2 separate regions of the Sus scrofa genome follow, and region 2 is linked to region 1. A link is a contact called in public promoter capture Hi-C data. All regions are on one chromosome and are shown on one strand. The core of a region is the stretch at or near the end of the contact, and the rest is flanking DNA. Distances in the headings are between cores, read along the strand shown. Region 1 holds the start of DNAJA4 (DnaJ heat shock protein family (Hsp40) member A4). Region 2 holds the start of CIB2 (calcium and integrin-binding family member 2).

Evidence for each region. Promoter capture Hi-C pulls out the DNA fragments that hold promoters and counts their contacts.
Region 2: a contact with region 1 is called in a promoter capture Hi-C map of liver, with 6 times the contacts expected there. The contact joins the promoter of CIB2 here to the promoter of DNAJA4 in region 1. A contact is called at or near these places in 1 of 5 promoter capture datasets (liver) and 4 of 47 Hi-C or Micro-C datasets (fibroblasts, mesenchymal stem cells, psoas muscle and 1 more).

What each region holds. Positions count from the first base shown.
Region 1 is chr7:47,673,418-47,676,690 of Sscrofa11.1, reverse strand. DNAJA4 (DnaJ heat shock protein family (Hsp40) member A4) reads left to right here and starts at 1,801. Exons shown (of 8, transcript NM_214339.1): 1 at 1,801-1,822; 2 at 1,972-2,110. The coding sequence starts at 1,979.
Region 2 is chr7:47,806,000-47,809,272 of Sscrofa11.1, reverse strand. It overlaps CIB2 (calcium and integrin-binding family member 2), which reads right to left and starts at 1,467. Exons shown (of 5, transcript XM_021098837.1): 1 at 1,419-1,467; 2 at 1,364-1,416. The coding sequence starts at 1,431.

The sequences.
Region 1 (3,273 bases), core at 552-3,051:
ACCTTTCTGAGCAACCTAAGGCTCAGAAAGATTAAATCACCTGCCCAAGGTCAGACAGCCAGAAGTTGTGACTGGAGCCTAGGTCTCACTGGTTCCAGCATGCACAGTCCCATTCTATGTATCTCAGCTCCGAACGCCCACTTATGCCCATCGTGCCAGTGCCACTGGTCCAGACTATTGAATCTGGATCAACGTCTTGGTACAGGACAGTGGTTCTCACCTCTGGCTGCACACTGGAATCACCCGGGGAGTTTTACAATGACTGAGGCTTGGGGTCCACCCCCAGAAGTTCGGATGTCATTGGTCTGGTGCACGGCCTGGACACAGGGATTTTTAGAAGCTCCCAGGTGATTCCTACAAACAGCCAGGTTTGCGATCTCTTGTACTAGAAGCTTTCAGAGTGATCAAGAGCCCTGTGAAGAAGGCAGGCAGGTGGCAATGACCATGTCTTGCTGATGAGGAAACCAGCTCAGAGACATAAGGCTCATAGAGTTAACAACAGCTGGGTATGGAATCAAGCTTCTTGACCTCTAGCTGTGAGTTCTCTGCCAAAGGTTACTGCTCCAGAGGAGTCTGAGATGAAAAAAAGCAATGCCTCCAAGCATACCCACGAGCAACTTCTCTTGTAAGTTAAAAGTTGTTTCTCACCTCTACTGAACACGTGGAAGAGGGAGAGTGCCTGCTTCAGCCACAGGGCCAAAAACGAAGCCAAAGGATCCCAGAGAGGTGAGCAGTGGCCCTCTCCGACAGCGTTCCACCTGCAGAAGCCCAGGCTGGGCTGGAGCAGAAGGCCTGCACTTCTCTGATAGTGCTGCTTTCCACGCCCACGTAACTGCAGCGGGTAGTGATCCTGGCTACCGGGCACTACTGGGACCTGGGCACAGTGAAGGAAGTCCTGGGCCTGTTACTATCCCTCCCTCCTGGGCAACGAGAGTCCTGCTGCAGTCACTGGACTCGCCCTCCCACCCCTAGCGTGTGCATGAGCCTAGTCCAACTGTGTGGGCTCGGAGAAGAGAGCGCACTGCCCACCCTGTGGAGACCTGGGGGACATCGCTGCTCACATCTGGGGGACTTCAGAGGCTCCCAGGTGTGGGCAGTAAGACCACCGTCCACAGCTGGGGTCAGCAAAGCACCACTGCATGTATCTGGAAGGGCTTAGGCTCTGCTCAGCCTTGAAGATGCCCTGAGGGGCGCCAGTAGCTGCAGGGCCTCAGGAAATGTGGCCACGCAGCGGGAGAGGCCCCAACCCACTCCAAACCCCTCAAAAATGCAACAATCCGAGATAGGCCTCAGGGCGCACCGGGACCATGACCAAACAGAGGGCGGCCACACCCCCAGGGAGAGGCCGGGTGCGGACCGTGGGGCGCAGCCCTCCCAGTCCAACCCCTCCACCCGGGTTCCCGCCGACGCCACCCTCCAGGCCGCGCTCTCCTGGAGCCAACCGGACCCACGGACCCGCGGAAGGGAAAGGGGACAGCCCCGGGGCGGCGGGACTGTCGTCGGAAGGCACCCTCCACGCCGAAGCCATCTTCCAAGCCCCCCAACATGGCCCGCGGCGGCAGCCAGAATTGGAGCTCCGGGGAGTCAGACGGGCGGCCGGAGGAGCAGGGGGCCGAAGACACCGGGTGAGCTGGGGCGTCGGGGTCCCTGCCGCGTACTCTCCGCGGCGCGCTAGCCCGCAGCCCCGGGCGCCGCCGGAACCTCCGCGAAGCTTCTGGGTCTTTGTGGCGTCACTGTCTCCTTGTGGAACCTTCCGCCGGCGCCGAATAAAACCCGCCGCGGAGGAGGCGGCGGCTCGAGTGCGGCGGTGCCGGGCGCGGAGGTCGGCCCGGCGCGGGCTGGCGGGCGGGCGGGAGGTTCGGGCGGCGGCGCCCGTGACCGTGACGCGCGGGCGGGCAGCGGGGGCGCGGGCCAGAGGCCCGACGGGGGCGTTCGGGGCGCACTGACCGTCCTGCCCGCCCCGCCCCGCAGAGACAAGATGGTGAAGGAGACCCAGTACTATGACATCCTGGGGGTGAAGCCCAGCGCCTCCCCGGAGGAGATCAAGAAGGCCTATCGGAAGCTGGCGCTGAAGTACCACCCGGACAAGAACCCGGATGAGGGCGAGAAGGTGCGGGCCGGGCTCGGGGCGGTGCGGGCCGGGCTCGCGCGGGGCCCGCCGTCAATTATTCAGCCCGGGAGCTCGGGGGCTGTGAATTATTGAAGTCGGTGGGGAACCCGAGCCGCATTTGTTGGTGAGGCGGTCGCCAGGCGCCGCGCACCCCGCAGCGGGGCCGGGCCGAGCCGAGGGTGGCCCGAGGCCGAGGGGGCGCGGCGCGGTCAGGTGGAGGGCACTTTGTCAAGCGCCCGCCCCTCGCCCGGCGAGAGCAGGCGGTGGGGGGAGGCACCGGGGCCCCTCGTGATCCCCTGTGCAGCCCATTCATCCTCCGTTCGCTCCACGAGTGTTCAGGGGGCCCCTCCGAACGCCAAGAAGGGCTGGGACTGAAACGCGGGACCCCAGTTCTCATAGGATGTGCGGGCATTCCTTACAGGAGAGGCAGCCAGCCGGGAAACTGAGGCACGCGTGACCCGAAGTTGGTTACTTGCTGCGAATGACCAGGATTGGATTATTTTTGTGCTCATATTCCCTGTTGATGCGTAAGCCCTAGAGATGAGTTTCTTTTCGTCTGAGCTGGTACCTTGGACAAACCCGGTGTCCTTCTTGAGAATGGCTGGACTGGATTTGTCCTGGGGGCCGGTCTTCTGCCTGATAAAGGTTGTCAGACATTGATTAATCGCATTTTTCTTTATTAAAGAGGGACACGGAGATCTTTAATCTGACACATCATTTTAAGTGAACAGTCCGGATTTTCTGTGGCAAACGACCCATAATTGATCCTCAGTACCAATAATAGGCTGAAAAATGCTTTGCACAGCGGAGGCCTGAATTAAACTTTTCATCCTGTTCAAAGGAAGAGTCAAGCTGCTTTTTTATGCCCAAGGAGGCTCATTCTGCACCTGAATAGACGACTAGGAAGATCAGGCATTGATCCTAGGGAAAGCTTGTTGGCCTTCTCACTCCTCCTTTGACTTCTTGCTATTTTCTTATAAAACTTCGGATTATCTATCCTAGATGGTTGTTGGGAGGTGGGGCTTTTGTATAGTAGCTGAGAGCAATGACACGCAGGTGGCTTTTGAAGCCACAGATCACCCATCTAACATTTAGACCTGTGGAAATGGACCCTGTATCGAAATACCTGTCTCTGTTAGCTATTCCAAGCTGGAGAAAGCCGC
Region 2 (3,273 bases), core at 218-2,717, 130 kb before region 1:
CGGCTATGCCCTACGTGACCTTGGATCAGCATCTGATCCCGCTGAGCCTCAGCTTGCCCATCTGTAAAATGGGGATAATAACTGCTCCTGCCGAACGGGGCTGTGAGAGGGGTGAACGAGGTAGAGTATGTAAGCTGTTGGTCGGAGGCCTGACACCAGTGAGAGCTCTGCCAGTGTTCTGTCCTGTTACATGGTTGAGACGAGCAGAGAGCTCAGCAGAGCTGAGGTGCGCCCCCTGGAGGCAGCCCCTCTTTGAGGCAGCAGCAGGGATTCGTCCCATTGCCCAGGAAACACAGGGATGCTCCCGTCCTGACCTGGAAGAGAAGACAACCGCCCAGCGCCTGGGCTGCCCTCAACTCAGGCTGAGCTCACAAGAGACAGAAGCGGGGCCCCAGAGGTTAGATAACTGGGCTGGGACCGGCAGCAGGAGGCAGCCCCCAGGCCAGCAGTCCCCCTGCTCCTATACATTCTCTTGGACCAGCCCGGGAGGTGGGGGCCCTGCCAACAAGTCCCTGCTCTGATCGCTGCTCACGCGGGACCCACTCTCCTGATGCCCTCCACCCCAGCTGGGCCAGCACTGGGCTACCCCACCCTGTGCCCAGCCCAGGCCAGCACAGGGGGCTCAGAGACAACCCCATGGTTCCCTCCCCAGTGCCTCTCACCCTCCAGTAATTCTCTGGGCCTGGGCTCAAGCCCCTCTCTAGCTGGGCTGGCCACTTGTCCAGGGCTGAGCCTGCGGCTCCCTGCCCCTCAAGACTGAGGTCACACAGGAAAACAGGCCCCAAGTGGATGCTGTGTGAATCCCAAGTGGATACCCAGACCCCAGGGTCACACACCTGAGGCCTGGAGAGGGGCTATATGCAAAGTCCCATAGCAAGGTAGGCTGTGTCCCCAGTGCCCAAACCCTTTCTTGCTTGGAGTGCGCTGTATGTGTATTATAGGTGAGGAACTCGTGACATGAAACTTTCATGTCAAACATATCTGTGGTCTGAGAACTAACAGCATCAGCTTGTTAGAAAAACTGAATCTTGGACCCTACCCCAGACCTGAACCTGATGAAATCCATGGGTGATTTCTGTCTGAGAGGGGAAGCTGTGGCTGACCCGCCTGTGAGAGGCCACAGCCATGCAAGGAGGAGGCTGAAGAATTACCGTAAAACACAGACACAAACAAGGTCTGCCAAGGACAGCAGGCTGGCCACTTAGCAAAGGGGCAAGCGGCTGAGCACAGGCCAGCAGCCCTGAAGAGTGTAAGGCACCTCTGCTGCCCGGCCCATGCGGAGGGGCAGAGTCCCCAGACCCTCGGCCCACCCTTCTCTAGCTGCTTCCCCTTCTCTGCCCCACAGCAGCGGCCTCTCACGTACCCGGAGCTCCGGCATCTGGATGATAAGGCTCATGGGCACATGGACGATGGGCTCTTCCTGTAGTCCATCGGGACGAGGTTGGGGGCCAGCTCATAGAACCGTGCATGTAGCCTTCGAGGGAAGCAGAGAAATAGTGTGGAGGGGGTGCAAGCTGGGCTCCCCATTCGCCCTGCGGCCCAGTGCCGCCCAGCCTGCACCTCGGCTTCCCACGCTGGAGACCCCCTTTGGCCAGGGGCCTCGGGGGACCGTCTGCTCTGCCCACAGGGTGTGGGATTTGCGAGGGAGTCAAGTTCTGTGCTAATAACCAGGCAGTGTCCTGGCCATTCCCACCACCACTGCCACCCCTGCCATCCCCCTACCCCCGTGGGCCTGCAACCCGTATTCCTTCCTCTTTAGGCTTGAATTAAGTGCTTTGTATGTGCCAGGCATTTTAGCTCTTTAAATTTCTTCCCCATGATGCTGCAGACAGATGCACTGAGACCCCAGTTTAGAGCTCAGCAAACAGGCCTGAAGAGGTTGAGAGTGATTTCTCTAACACCACAGAACTAGGAAGTCTCAGGGATCGAGGCTGGAAGCCAGGATCAGAAATCCAGAGCAGAAACCCTTTTTCTTTCTTTCTTTCTTTTTTTTTTTTTTTTTTTTTTTCTTTTTAGGGCCACACCTGCTGCATATGGAAGTTCCCAGGCTAGGGGTTCAATCAGAGCTGCAGATGCCAGCCTACACCACAGCCATAGCAAAATGGGTCCGAGCGGCATCTGAGACCTACACCACAGCTCAGGGCAACGCCATATTCATGACCTACTAAATGAGGCCAGGGATTGAACCCGCATCCTCATGGATCCCAGTCGGGTTCATTACCACTGAGCTGTGATGGAACTCCAGAGCAGACACTCTTAACCCCTCCCCATGTGGCTCCCCACTCCTGACATTCTTGAAACTCTGGCTCAGTTTGCTGCCCCTGACCCCAAGCCAGGCCCTGAGGGCTGGGTCTCTGGAAGGGCTCCCAGAAGCCCACACATCCTGGGAAGCCCCTGCGGATGGCCCATGGGCAACCTCTTTCCATCTGGGAGCCGGCCCTCTTTGCTGGAGGATCAGGTGCACAGCTCCCTTCTGCCTCCCACCTTGCTCAGGAGGCCCTGGAACACAAGGCTCCCCCCCGTCCCCTGCATGCTGTGTGGACCCTCAAGGGCATGACACCGTCTCAGCTGGAAGGCCCTCCTCCATTAGTCGGTCCTCTCCGGCCCTGTGTCCCCTTGTCTGGGTCTCTGACATCCCAAAGCACAGCCCTCCCCTCCCACCTCTAGGCGGGTATGAATTAGGTTCAGATGAAACTGTGTGCATGAAGTGCAGCCAGATGGGGGGACAAGTGGCCAGGCAGTGACTGGGCACTGTGGTAGGCAATCTGCCCAAGGTAAGGCCTAGGGCTACTGGGGGCTGGACTGAGAGGTGACCACATATCTCCTGGGGCCCACCTGCCCTGCAACCTCAAGGCCAGATCGATCCTGGTCTTCTTCTAAGCAGCCTGACCCTGTGACGTGCTCCCGGGCTCATCCTCAGCAGGCCCTTCGGCACAGCCACCCAATCCCCCATCAAGTTCCACCCAACTCCTGTCGCCCTGCTGCCCAGTGCTCTCCAGTGGACCATGGAACTACTTGCTCAGCTCACACAGGTGACGTTAGCCACCGTTTAGGGAGTGCTCACTCTGTGCCAGACTTTGGGTTAATCCTCTGGGTACTAATTTTCTCAATTGAATCCCCAAACCACCCATGAGGAGGTGGGGAGAGTCCTCTCCCCACCCTGCCCATTGCTCAGGTAAGGAAACTGAGGCTCAGGGGGTTAAGTGTCTGCCCAGCTTCCAGAGCCAAAAGCGACGGGGCCATCCCCACCCAGGCCAGCACATTGAGAACCTG